2 separate regions of the Gossypium hirsutum genome follow, and region 2 is linked to region 1. Evidence: chromatin contacts called from public Hi-C data. All regions are on one chromosome and are shown on one strand. Each heading gives the region's core, a stretch centred on a gene start, on an enhancer-like site or on the middle of the called end of the contact. The rest is flanking DNA. Distances are from core to core; before and after follow the strand shown.

Region 1 (7,792 bases), core at 515-3,014:
AACGGGAGAGCCAGTTTACAGTCGTTATGTGACCACAAGCTCAAACTTTTGGGATACCCAGAAATGTTACCTTATAAATATCATATAGAAGTTTGAGGTCATAATCATAGGGAAAAACTGTAGGGCATCCCGCTATAATTGGTGTAATTCTTTTCTCTATTTCCACACAGTTAGTATCTTTAACCTTCTTTCTTATAGAAGGTTAGCACCGCTGTAAACACGAGAGGACTCTCAGACGAGCAACGACTATTTCGGTGGAGTAAAGGTGATGTTCCTTTCGGGGCAAAAACTGTGTCGTTATTAAACAATCCATTAATAACTACAATCGTTATCGTGTCGACCTGAGTTTGACCTCTACTTTCGTCGAAACACCCGCTCTCTGCCTGAGAGCTCTCTTGTGTCCACTTCAGTGTCAGCTTTCGGATAAGAATGAAATGTTAAAGATACCGGCTGCTTGAAAATAGAAAAAAAAATTACGTTGATTACACCGGAAAGCCCTTTATTTTTTCCTATGATTATTACCTCAATCTTATGTATGGTATATATAAGACATCATTTGCGGGTATCCAAAAAGCTTGAACTCGTGACTGCATAACGACCTTCAATTAACCTCGAGTTATACTCAAACCTGTGATCGCATCAAGGCAGCCAATTGGGACCTCCACTTAAACTTCAACCCGTGATCGTATCAAGCACTGTCACCCCGAAACCTGACTTCCATAGGATGAGTTTATGAGGTAATGGTCATATCCCAGCATGACATATGTAATGTATGTTATCTAAGGCGCGTTATCGCATCCTTGACCTCTTAAATCTACCTACAAACTTTCGCAATTTTACCTCTAAAACCATAACCCAAAACTTTAAAACCCTAACCCTACCAAAATTAAAAAACTCTAACCCTAGGAGAGATAGTGTAAAAGCACGTTCAGTTGGACGCTCTTTCCTGCCACCTCTACAGAGAGCACGCTTTTATACTCTCTCTACAAAATCGATCTATTTCTTTAATTCAAAAAAAAAACAACCTAAAAAGTGGAATAAAAAACAGCATAATTGCCTAATTTAGCGAATATCATGACTGGATAAAAAAATCTCAATTACCGGATAGCTTCTTTTTTCTTTTAATTATTTATTCCTACCATGTTGTTATAATAAATAAAGTTGATTAATTTTGCATTTAAAACTAGTTGATTACTATTTAGAATATAGTTTATTATTGTAACACCTCTAGAGGTGGTCATGGGCCGGGCCGGGCCCAAACAAAATTTTAGGCTCGTTTTCTAGGCCCGGGCCCGACCCAACCCAAAATATAGGTCTAAAATTTGTCCAAGCCCAACTCAAAAACAAATTACTAAGCCCGAGCCCGGCCCGGCCCATATTAAATTTTACAACACCAAAATAGCATATTTTAAAAAGAAATAGCATATTAAATTTTAGAAAGTATATTTGATTAAAAATAAAAAATATATATATTTAATATATAATTCGGGCCGGGCCCGGGTCAAAAAAATTTTACCCGAGGCCTCTTTTTTTGCCCAAACCCATAATTCGAGCTTATATTTTTACCCGAATCTTCTTATTTTTCGAACAAGTCATGTGGCCAGGCCGGATAGCCTAACCCATGATGATCTCTAAACACCAATCCTTTCAATATGCCATCCACATCAACAGTCTAGCCACGAACCAAGGATTTCGACGCTAGCATTAAACAATAAACATCCACCATAATTGCCAATAATTGGGCCAAAAAAAGAAGACGATGATAATGGAACCAAAACATAGCCCAAAGACAGAAACATTAGCCTCATGGCCCTGATTTCCTGTGTCCTGGTTTTAGACCCTGTCTGAGAAATAATTTACTGAAATGCTCGATTTCATTCCCAAGACTGCCATATAATTTGCAGCGAGTTTTTCATTCTTCTACCGAGTAGAAGACCCCCTCCTTTTGTTCAGCTTCTAAAGCAACAAGCTCATTGGTTATAGTTCTCACTAGATAAAGAGAGAGAGGGGGGGTGGAGGAATGGGAGAAGGGAGAGAAGGGGACTGGGAGTGCAGCGGATGCAAGAACAGGAACTACGCTTTTAGATCCTTTTGTAACAGATGTAAGCAGCCTCGTCTTCTTGTTGACACCAAAACTCCAGCTGATTCTAAGTGGCTCCCTCGTATAGGTGATTGGATCTGCAGTGGTCAGTTTATACTTCTCTTTTAAATCTCTCTTCATTTTTTTTCTTTTTTTGTGTTGACTCAACTGGGTTTTGCTTTTTATTCTTATGTTTTAATTCAACCATCAAGCTTAATAATAGATATCGAAGATGGGTTTCGGGGGCCAGTTGGATTCTGCGTTCTGAATTTTGATAATAAGTTGGAATTTCATTAAGGGTATGTAAATATAAGATATTTGCTTTTCCTGAGTAAAGATTTGCAATGGGTTATCTTAAACAATGACTTGGGAGAGCTTTAATGAACCTGTTTTACGATTTAGTTTTGTTAACTTGCCATAAATCAACTGTTTTGATATCAATTATTGAGAAAGTTGACTTTGCAATATGTGGTTTATGAAGTTGGGATTGGGAAATGAGTATCAATTAGGTTGAGTGGTTTGTGTTTTTTGTATGTGTATATGAACTGCTTGGTGTGCGTATAATTGGCTTCCTTTTCCTCTTCGTGGCTGCATTTGTGGGTTGGGGGTGTGTGTGGCAATGGATCAATAGGTTGCACTAACAACAATTATGCATCGAGAGAAAAGTGCAAAAAGTGCGGGCAACCAAAGGAGATAGCAGCAATGCCAGCAATTGCAATCCCTGGAGCTTCTCTCCCAACTTATTCCCATTATTTTGCCAGGGCCCTAGGAGCACTGGAACAAAAGATAAATGTTGGAGTTGTAGGCAGTGGTGCTCCCCGGCGCTCGCTTCCTTTGAGTTCCAACTGGTCTGTAGTGGGGGCTGATAATTGTGGACTTCAGTCAGCGTCTAAATGGCCTCTTGCTGGAAACCAAACTTCCGGGTTTCCTTGTAATCAGTCTCTTTCTGTTCCAAAAGGATGGAGAAATGGTGACTGGATGTGCAACTGTGGCTTCCATAATTACTCTTCACGTTCACAGGTATTATCTTATTGCTTCAACTGGATTTAACATTTGTCACAAATTCTACAATGCACACAATGTCCTTATGGTTCTGATCCAGTTTAGTATTTTTGCAGTGCAAAAACTGCAATGCATCTATACCACGAGGTACTTTCTGTTTCTGGCCTGTGAACCTACATTCGCATTGTTCTGATCCCAGTGCTTAATTTCAACCTGCTGGTCGGTTCTGTTGCCACTAACTTTTTTCATCTCTTTTATTTTCCCTTTGGGGTATGTAGCCCTTGGAACCAAGCGATTAGCATCTGAAGAATTTGTACATAATTGGGATAACAAAAGATTGAATTCAGGACATGTGAGGGCTGAATTTCTGTTTTGCATTTATAATCAATGTTATTTATCCAGCATGCTTTGACTCATTTGACCACTCATGAACTGCTGCGTTTCCCATTTCTGTGTCTGCAGGGTACTGAGCAGCCACAGCTGTATCCTGGGTTTGACCAAATGATAGAAGCTAATACTGACCCAAAATCTGGGGCATATCCTCCCTATTCCGCTCTAAACCCTGGTGCAGCTTCAAATTGGCAGTTACCAATTCCATTTCCTCAACTAGCTGCAGCACCAACCCTTCTTGGAAAAGGGTAAATATGGAGTAAATTGGCCCCTTATATATATATGCTTGTCATTGATCTAGGATAAATTATAGATATAAGTGATGAGAAAATCTAGTATTTTACTCATTCGTTTTTTCCAGTTGTCTTATCTCTCGTTTGTATGCTAAAGATATGGTCACTTGGTTGATACTGTATCGTGAACAGTGTTTAAAATTCAATCAGGTCTATGTGCAGGGTTTTATTTTTGCATTAAACTGCTGACTCTCATATTTTGCAAATATGATATTTAATTTGACATTCAGAGGATTGATTTTAGATCTACTAATGCTTTAACTTCATTTATCAGAGCAAAGCAATGGCGTAGTGGAGATTGGATGTGCACAAAATGCAACAATCACAACTATGCATCTCGAGCTCAATGCAATAGGTCAGTAGCTATATTAGTGGATTTTTACTTGATAAATTATCCAAATATTGTGATCTGAAGTGGTTTGCTACTTGATAAATTATGCATCTTAAGCTCAATGCAATGGCTGTTGGCTTTTTTGTTGTTGTTGTTGTTGTACAGTATTTACGTAAATCATTGCATATAACATACATGGCAAAAATTACAATATCTTTTGATTTGCATCTCATGAGGCTGGGGGTGAGTCAGTAAATGAACCTCGCTCCCGGACCCTTCTTGGGAGTGTAGGGATCAATAGGTGACATTGCAGACTTCCCTTGAAGGAAGATCTGTCACTTTATTTTGGGGAAAACTCACACCTTTGGAGGTGTTACTTTTTCTTCTACAGGTGTAGGACTCAGAGAGATACTGTCGCTGGGCCGGTCAATGCTGCATAGTCATCATTGAATGCAGGTTTTGATTCTTGAGAGATATTTCTAGTACATTGGCCAGGCTCTCCTTTTTTTGTTTTTTGTTTTTTGTTTTTCCATGTACAACAAAAACCAAAAGCTCACTATATGTTTAGATTCATTTTTTGTGATTGTGATTATGAGTTCCCTCGGGGGAGCTTTATATAACTTTTGTTTTATGCTAGATTGTATAACTTGACTGGTTGAATTGGGGACATATAACCGGAAATAGTTAGAACTATTTGAAACCGATAAAAAGAATTGGGAACTGAAAAACCGATTAAAAATTGGAAAAACTCGAAAAATTTATTAATCGAAAATTTAATCAATGCCATCTCAAATTATTTCACTTGGAATTTGCTATATATAGTGTATGGAGTTTTATACGTAGATTTCTAATATCCCTAAGTGTAAATTACCTAGCTGGTCACTTCGTTTTTAGGGTGCTTTTATTTTGGCTACTCAAAATGAAATTATTGCAATTTGGTCACTTAACTTTTACGGCACCTTCATTTTAGTCATTCAAGCGTTAAATCTCTAATAGAGATTAACGGTTCGTGTTACAAATAAATAACTTTTTTAAGTATTGATTGGGGTAAAAAAATAAATTAATGATTAAAATGAAAAGGCAGTAGAAACTAAAATAATACCAAAAAAAACAAATTTTGCTTGTTATCCAATTGTCGAAAATTTTAAATTCTAAATTTGGGTTTTGAAATATATTTTTTTAAATATTAAGATTCAAAGTTATAGTAATAAATCAATTGACATCATCAATGGAATAAAGGTTTTCAACAATTTATTTAGTTTATTTTGATGTTTTGAAATTATTTTAAAAATATATCAATGAGAATTATTGTTTTCTTAGTTGTCTATAAAACTCAAATTTCTTTTGATTATATGATATTGAATTTAAAAAGAGATTAAACAAATTAATTTTAATATTATAGTAACAAATCGATTAGCATTATTAATGGATAAAAAAATTTCAACAATTTTTTTCAATTTATTTTGATGTTTTGAAATTTAAAATTTCAATGTTTTAAAAAATAGAATTTCAATAATGGGATAAACAAGTACAATTTGACAATTTTTGTGTATTATTTTAGTTTTTGTTGTTTTTCACTTTAATTCTTGATTTTGTTATCCTAATCAATACTTGAAAAAATATTTTTGAGTAATCAAAATGAAAGTGACCTAAGGCGGCCAAAATGAAAGTGTAAACATGATATGGCGTGACAGTTAACTGTCGTTAGAGATTTAATGAAAGCGATTTAAATGTTGGGTGACCTAAATGAAAGTGACTAAAATGAAATCCCCTAAAAGTTAGGTGGCCAAAATGAAAGCGCCCTAAAAATTGAATGAACAACTAGGTAGTTACACTTTCCCTAATTATTGTGTTAAAACTGAAAATATAAGGGAAAGTGAATTGGTATTTTAAATATCTCAATAAATTTCTTTAAATAATAATGGAATGGAAGAAAAGTTTAAACAATTCTATTTATAGTGATTCTGACTCCAATTCTCACATTCACTCCCTTCTCATACCTCAACCAATGATTTTTCAATTTAGTATACTTAAATTGTTACATCCATCCCTATATCTTTCACAAGATTAAGAAAGGAAATCTCTATTTTTTTTCATAAAACTAAATAGAACATTCCCCTAATTTTTATGGCTAAATTAAAATCCTCTAACTTTTACAAAGCTCAACAATCAACTCTCTTAATCTTCAAAGTTTTAAACCTCAAAATCCTTCACTATATTCTTTATAAAAAAAATGAGCAAACTAATAATGAACCTTTAGTAGGTGTGATTGCAAATTGAAGTTTTAAAAATAAATATACGAGAGTAAGAAAATATATTGCAAAAAGAGTTGATATTTAGTACACTAATAATGTACTTTTTTTTCTATAAGTAGCTTTAAAAAATTGTCATGTATTTTTTTAATATTTATTTTTTAATATTATAATATACCTCTGTAGAATACTTGTCAATCATCCCACTTATAGAGTATCAAATATTATTCATTACAACAAGCTTTCAATGAATATGCATAATAGATACGAAGAAAATAAAGAAATGAAAGATTTTCAATTCAACTTTTTCTTTAGGTGTTGTTTTTTTTTCTTCAAGAGTATTGATATTAAAGATTGAGTTTGTGGATGTTTATGATAGTTGGAGATGAATTTTAGTTATTACAAGCATTAAATTCGTGTTTAAAAACTGTCTCTACAGTGTATGTTTCGAGATTTGTTGAAAAATAGTCGTTAGCAAGTTAATGTCTCTAGACATGCAACCCTTGAAGCAAAGTTTTGCATTTGAACTTTCACATATTGAGACATATAGTCCTATGTCTCAAGACTTGACTATCAAAGTGTTCTAAAAACATTTTAAACACCTTAAAACACTTTAGTATCAACTCAAAAACATTTAATAAGGATGAAACACATCGAAAACATATTTTTGAGTATTTTGCAACTCTTTGAATACATTTGATAAAATTCAATGGTATTTCCACCAAATAACTTAAGAAATATAATATATAAATTTTATTTTAAATTTTAAGATATATATTTAACCAAATATTTTTATTTATAGAAATCAATAAATCATTGAACCAAATTAATATAATATTAAAAACACATTTTCATATATTTTTTGTTAACCTAATTTTTAGATAGATAATTGAGAAAATAATTATTTAGTGTGTTTATTAAGAAAATTGAGAAAAAAAAAAGAATAGATATAATAACTTATTTGACCCTCCAACTTTAAGAAAAAGGCATTTTAGACTTTCATTTAATTTTCACTTCTTTTAGCTCTTAAAATTGCATTGTTTGTCAAATCACCAAAAAATTGATGGAAAAGTTAACATATGCTAACTTTGTTGACATCATATCCACGTGTATGCCATATTTATAATTAATTAAATTTTAAAAATTAATAATATTAAAAAATATATTTATATATTTTCTATACTTTTAATAATTTTAAAATTTTCAATAATTTTTTTGAATTTTTAAAATTTTAAAAAAATTAATTAATTGTTGACATGATATCCACAATTCCACATGATAATCCAGCTGTATGCTACACTAGCAAAGTTAATAGGCATTAACTTTTTTATCAAATTTGGGGTGATTTGACAAACAATACAAGTTTAAGGGTTAAAAGAGGTAAAAAATTGAATAGATGGTTAAAATAATTTTTTTGCAAAGTTAGAGAGCCAAATAAGTAATT
Region 2 (7,490 bases), core at 3,427-5,926, 160 kb before region 1:
ATAGATTTATTGGTTTTTAAAATCTACGAAATAATATTTTCATATAAAATACTTTATTCTATATACATATATTATTAATTCATATTACTACAATTGCTAACCATAAGTTCTTTTTAATGTGACTATAAGTTTTAAAATTCCTTTTTGCATGTGTAGAGTTTATTTCAAAACTTTTGTGTATAGGATTTATAAGTTAAAATTTCTCTTTTTGCTATTTTTAGTCTATCTTTAATGTTTTTTTACTAAAAATTCATTTGATGGTTGACCGTTGATATTGGTATTCATATAATACATGATTGAAATTTTTGTTGTTATGCTTGTTTGTATTTGTTTGCTAATTGTTTGTATTCATTAGTGTATATTTAAATTTATGAATAATCAATTCGCGTCGTACATTATCATTCTATCGCATTTTATTCGCTTAAAAGGTTAGGTCTAATATTGTTTAAGTATCAAAATCAATTTATTCAAAAACTTTCAAGATAACGCAAAGTTCGACATTTGGAATCTTCGAAAGAATTGAGCCCTAACGTATTGGGTTCTAATTTTTCTCGTCGAATCTAAATAATCGAAAATTTTCTTTAATCAAAACGCATAAACCAAAAACTCATTTTCGGGAATTCGATACGTCGTGTCCTAACGTATTGGATGTGACGTGTCGTTTTCTCGAAATGAAGATTTTAATAATAATAAGGGCTATATTCAATGCTAGGAATTTTGAGAAATTGTGCCCTAACGTATTGAGTTTCACTTTTTCATCTGATTTAAAGCAATCGAATATCCCTTTTTTAACTTCACCACAAGAGTTTTGAAAATCAAAAGACAAGCTTATTCTCGAGGACTAAAAATGTTGTGTCCTAATGTATTGGGTGTGACATTTCATTACTCTGAGACAAGAATGTCTTTAACATTCGCCTCGATTTATCCAAGCATCTTTTATAAAATTAACATTAATAAAAATGAAGGATTGTATTTTAAAATCTTTTCAAATTCTCTACACTAAGACATTAAACGATCGATTCGGTACCAATTTTGGGCGTTATGAGGGTGCTAACCCTTCCTCGTGCGTAACCGACTCCCGAACCTATTTTCTCAAAATTCGTAGACCTAAAATCGTTTCCAAGGTGACCCGATCACACCTCTTTAAAAGATTGGTGGCGACTCCCAAAATTACGTTTTTAAGTCGACTACTACGAACCTTTTTGTTTTCAAAAAGGTGGTTTCGACACTTGTTATAACCATATCACATGATCTTTCACATGCTATTATCTATACTATAATATACACATACAAAAATCAACATCATCATTCAATTCAATATTCATTATCATTTATCAACTTGCATATTTTATAATCCCTATTAACTGGACACAAACTCAAGACGAATACACGAATCATCCAACCATCACACCAATATAATTAACACTCAGTGCATCATCGATACATCCGAAGTATATTGCTCTTGACGCCTCATTGGTATAAATCGAAGTAAATATATAAATGTGCCTAGCACCTAATCAGTATGTTTGAAGTATAATGTGCGCTCCACGCCTCATTGGTATAAATCAAAGTAAAATCCCGTACACTAATCCTATGATACGCCAACTATACCCAACTCAATCCAGGACCGTTAATAGGATATTAATTGTTTCAAAGCATATATATATTTCATGTCACAAGTCATTGTATAGGAATTTCATGTCATAATCAAATCATTTACATGTCAATTCTCATAATATGTAATAGTTTATACTTTCATGACATTTCATAATTTAATCACAATATAAGTTTGCTCACCTTTCATGAGACAAGAATATAAGTATTACGTTAATCAATTCAACCCTTATCAAGCTATGTATTGAAAACAAATCATGAAAGCACAAACAAAAATAGGTTTTTCGTCTACAATTTTTGCCTTTCCTTTATCTCAAGACTACCTAATGTCGTTTTGACTACATACGATAAATTTAACGTCGTTTTTGACTACGTACGATAAATTTGATAATAAATAATATTAGTTTCACACAAACACATGAAACACAATGATTTAACATAATTTGTATATTATTCATTTTAGTCTTTATATCTGAAATGCTCGTATCTTTTGATATTATTTAGCATCTAATCAAATTTTGATTTTATATTTATTCACTAGGGACCTCATACTTTTAATCTATGACACAATTTCTTAATAGCTTTCAATTTATTCAATTTAGTCCTTAATATAAAAAATTAACTATATACTTAAACCTTTAAATCTAAGCTAATTTCACTATCTTTTGATTCAATCTTAACAAAATCTAAACTTAATAATTAAACGTGGATCAATTTCAAGCTTAAGTTCATAAAAAATCCATTAATGACAACTTGTATTTAACTTAATGATTTGAAATTCTAACACATGTGTAAGACTTACTAAGTTTGGATGATTATAAATTCACAAAAATCGAATAAAAAGTAACATTTTTACCTTAGTAATTTAGGATCGAAATGAAAATAGGAGACTTCTTTTTCTTCAATTTTTGCTACTGTCTCGAGAGGAGAAAAGATGAAGATGAAGTTTCTTTTCTCTCTCCCACTAGTTATATGTATATATTGGTGTAATTAGCATCTAAGCAATCTTAACTTTAACTTAATTAATTATTAAACTAAAGATAATGGTTTGGTCTCATCTAAGTTAGTGGAGAATGTTGACACACTTATCACTTAAATGATGACATGGATCATAAATGATTTCTGGTTTAATTATTTATTCAGCCCTAAAGCATTTCCTATATTAAAACTTAATAGCGGTTATACCTTTTTCTAATTTAATTATTATACTATAATTAACGATTTTTCTTAATTTAATTATTCGATTGTCCCTTAACATATTTTTAAATTAAACACGTAAATTTTTTTATTCATAATTTCACTAACTCGGTTTATAGAATTCAGTTCTGAAACCACATTTTCTAACACCAATTAAAATGAGGTCATTACAATATGAATATTTCATATAGTCTTAGGGCAGCCAAAACCTGAATTGGTCAATGGATTTCACTTTGAATGGAGTAGATATTTTAAATGTGGATTTTTTTATAGTGAGTATAAAGTGATTATAGTAATTACTTGCATTGTCTCACAACATTATTAGAAATTATCATTTTACTCTTATATATAATTATTAAAAGGATAAAAACAAAATGTATTATAAAAACCTAAATTCTTTAAGTTTTTCCCTTTAATAATAAGTCCCAAAAATAAACTTCACATTGAGAATATTAGGTTTTTTTTTTGAAAAATTATGTTTAAACATTTAATTGCTTTTAAAAACATTGAAAATAATAGAAGTATCTAGCAAACATCAAATTGAGATGGGGCGGAGTGAGGTGGAAATGAATATGAAGGTGATATTGATTTTCAAGATTACACATCTATGATAAAGTGGGACAGATGGTAGAGTAGAGTGTGCCAATTATGAAGCGACTATGGATTTGACAACATTTACTCCCACCCCTTCAAAGTCATCCTTATATAGACTTAAATGTAAAACTGGCCTTAAATTATACAACTAGTTCCCACTTAGGTACTTTTTTTTTGGTCAACAATGGTATCTTCTAAACTATCACTTCATCTCATTTTTATCTTGAAATACAATGCGAGAAACTAAGAGGCAAATAGCATGTTATTATTAGAGTCATACATTTTTAAAGAGTCAATATATTATTTGGAACCTAAATTTGGTTTCAATGTTCAAATCGGCACCTAATTTTTTTTTGTTCCAATTTAGTACTTGTGTTTGGCTTAAATGTTTAGTTTGGTACAAAAAAGTGATACTTGAATTTTTTTTTGTCCTATACAAGTACTTAAGTTTTAATTTAATATTTAATTTGGTACTAAAATTTTTATTTTGTCCCAATAGTACTAATGTTATTTTCTGTTAGAGCACACGTATCAAATATTTATTGAACCATAAGATGTTGTTTGATTTGAATATCAAATTGAATAATGAAGCCCATATAGATACTAAATAATATATTAACCTTTTTTTAAATAAATAAGATAAATTAATAAGTTATGTACTACTTTTAATAAAAAAATAATTAAAGGATAAAATTTATAGATAAAAAATCAAAAGTAATTATGGGCTAAGTCTTCAGCCCTAAGGATGGTCCATCAAAAGGTTGAAAGAAACTATAGCCGTCATCTTCGAGGGCACAACTTTGTTGAATATATTAATGGTACGTCTATGTCCGTTTTGTTTATAAATTTAATTTACACTAACCATTTAATCATAAAAGATAAATTACCCAAAAAAAAGATAAAGTTAAGAACTATTTGAAAACATGGATTCTAATATTATCAATTTTCATTTTCATTTAAATATTGTATTGGTAAAAAATAGTATGAGAGAAGAGAGATTAATGATAAAATTGAATTTTAAAAAAATCATAATTCTATCAATATTCCAATTAGAAGATTTAAAATTAAGAAAATACAAATCCACCATAACTGAAAAACGTACATCAACGTAACCAAAACAAATAACCTTAAATTTACCGTACATATTAATCCACGTCAGATATTGACCCACTTGAATTCGTATTTATTAATAATATTTATATGCGCTGTCACCTTCCGTGTGTGACGCCGACTCCTCACTTATAAATAGGAAAATTAGGGCTGTTGTCTAGGGCTTTCTCTTTTCTTCTCCAGATTATTTTCGATAAGTCGCGTCTCTCAACTTTAAAAAAAAAAAAAATCTCAGAGACGAGATAATTTTTCCTCTAAAAATTTATTTCTTTTTAGGGTTTTCAATAACTGGCTATTGGGTCTTCAAAGGGTTTTTGAAATATATAATCGGATTAAGTTCTTAATCTGATTGAACTTTTAAAGATTTTTTCTTATCTTCTACGATTGTCGAATCTTTAGAGTAGGGATAATTTTTCAAGCGTTAAAGGAATCGATATTTGGTTTGAGATTTTTTATAAAAAAATGAAGCGATCGCGGAAATCGAACAGGGTTTCTTGGGCTCCAGGTGTTAATCTTTGTCAGGTATAGCCGCCGTCATTATATCTTCGATCAATCATTACTGGTTTCATTGCCTTTTCTTCAACAGATCTTTAAAAGAAAAAGAAAAATCTTAAATTGATATTTGATTCGTGATAATATTTTTAGCTTTGATTTTACCTTTCCATTCATAAAAATTGCAACCGATTTATATTTATTTTAACTGGAAATCTTGAATATTATTCAAAGTTGTTAGCTTTTAACAATCTGATTCAAAATAATTTTGATTTTGGAAATACTGATGCAGCATCCAGAGCCATCAATTATCATTTGTTTTAAAATAATGTTAATATTTTAATTGATTCTTAAAACAAGAATGGTATATGACAAAGAGAGGAATAATTAATGAATTCCAGAAAAATCGTTTTGTTAAAATTTGTTAAAGTGGCATAAAATTGGAAAACGAATTTGGGGCTTCTCTTAAAAATCATTTGACAAAAGCCAGAACAAAATTACATTTAATCATCCCCAATATATTTGTAATTATATGTAATTAAAACTATGTTTAAATTATCCAGAAAATCTTGAATCATACGACTATATTCCTATTTTTTTACCCTTAATTTAGATGCTTAAGGAACCTATTTGTCTTATAATCTTAACTCTATTTTTATATTATGATATACTCTAAGAACTTTGGCATTAGTAAGCAGAGCTTTTTCATCAGCTTTGAATAAGCACTGCCATTTTGAGGCCAAAAAAAACAAAAACAAAAAAAAAAACCCAAAGGTTTTGCTATGTGTTAATTCTTTAGTGGTTATGCTGGATTCTATCCTCCTGAAATTCTAAAAGGAACAAGGTATGTTTAAAAATTGCATGATAGTGATATAAAAAACTTCTTGATATGGTGAAAAATAAAACTTTTATATCTGATGCTCACTTCTTAATAAAAAGTTACTGTTAAGCACGCATTATTTCATTGATGAAATGGTGAAGTATTTTGAAATAATCTAGGCATAAGAAAATATGTAGTAAAGTATTTATAATCTAAGTTCTTGTCAAGTATAAAATTTAGTAGTGAAGTATTCTGGGCTTGGTGAAGCTGATGTTTTGCTCCTGGACTGGTTGACTAGAACTAATTTTGACCAGTGATTATAATGAGCCTAATGAGGTTGACTTTGTTAAAGAAAATTGATTTTGCTTGCATTAGACTTGATTGTTTAGTTCGACGCCAGCTATAGATATGGTATATGATAGATGCAATTTGTCTTCAAAAGTTATATGGAAATGCAATGATTTCGTGATGTATTCCTAAGTTGAGTGCTGATTCTGTCATGTTTCAGTGATTCAAAATGCCAGGGAGTTTCAACTTTGTTAGTTTCATTTTGTTCCCTGTAGTTACTATCTTTGATTACTTCAAATATGCAAATAGTGTGGTAGGTTGATTCTTAAACAATTACTTGATCATACAGCTTTAGGATCCTGCAAGCAAGTTCATTTCATTAATTCTTGTCATGCCTGTATGGAAGGCAGACATGTTGGGTGGATGCTAGTATAAGTTTATACAGTTTAGGCACCTAGTTCAATGATATGAATAGTGATTCTGTCTGGTTAATTTTGTGCAAGAAGAATTGTTTTTGGTAGCTAATATTTGTTTGGAAATCTACTCCTATTCTGCTCTGCGTTTAATATGACAGTTCTTGTGGTAGGCACTCCATAAATTTGAATTGATGCCTAATGGGCTATAAGATAGTCCTTTATAGATTTATGTACCTGAGTGGGGAAGTAGTTAAGAAAGTTGATGAAATTAAACAAGGATGACATAAATAACTTCATAGGTAACTGATTGGCTGAAACATGAACTTCATTCGATAGGTTTGTTTGGATGTCTAGTATAGTTTTTGGTTCAGGGTAGCATTGATCCTGTCGCAATAGAATTTGTTATGGCATTAATTTCTTATCAATGGTGAGCAGAATTTTGAGTTTTGAGCTTATATTTACCTGGAAACTGCAAATTCCTACTATTATGATGCTTTCAGTTGAGTTCTGCAGTTAGTTAGCATGTCTTTAATCTGTCTTTTTAGGCTTTCCTCTCTTGTATCCCTTCTTAGGGATACCTAGAACCAGTGCATAAAGTTTATTTATGTTTAGATGATTTCTTAATTATTAACCTGCTAAAGTGAACTAATATTGGGTACTGTCTCAGGTGAAGCTGTTTCTGATGGAGGATTGCCCCTCAAAGGTTGGTGGTCAATGTCAAGATGCTATTCAAGCAAAAGCGTCATGGACATCGCATCCCAGTGGCATGTCTATCATTGACCTTCCCCCTGGGTTTGAAGGTTGTCATTACACGAATGCATTGAAGTATGATCTGGCTAAGATTCCTAGGATCCAATGGATAAGCCCTCCAAAGGTAAGCAGATGTATCTATTCTTTCTCATCCATTTCCAAACATCTCTTTTTCTGCATCTAGTTTTAGTGCCCTACTGGAGGGGAAG

The links. A called contact is a pair of places that touch in the nucleus more often than the background predicts.
Region 2: a Hi-C map of leaf shows a contact between it and region 1, with 2.3 times the contacts expected there. The contact joins the promoter of LOC107912794 here to the promoter of LOC107912805 in region 1. A contact is called at or near these places in 4 of 34 Hi-C or Micro-C datasets (hypocotyl and leaf).

The regions. Positions count from the first base shown.
Region 1 is chrD11:20,811,956-20,819,747 of Gossypium_hirsutum_v2.1, reverse strand. LOC107912805 reads left to right here and starts at 1,764. Exons shown (of 7, transcript XM_016841141.2): 1 at 1,764-2,186; 2 at 2,712-3,100; 3 at 3,199-3,229; 4 at 3,361-3,434; 5 at 3,545-3,720; 6 at 4,040-4,120; 7 at 4,488-4,756. The coding sequence starts at 2,021. The coding sequence ends at 4,536.
Region 2 is chrD11:20,974,563-20,982,052 of Gossypium_hirsutum_v2.1, reverse strand. LOC107912794 (zinc finger CCCH domain-containing protein 6) reads left to right here and starts at 4,676. Exons shown (of 4, transcript XM_016841123.2): 1 at 4,676-5,037; 2 at 7,199-7,405. The coding sequence starts at 4,978.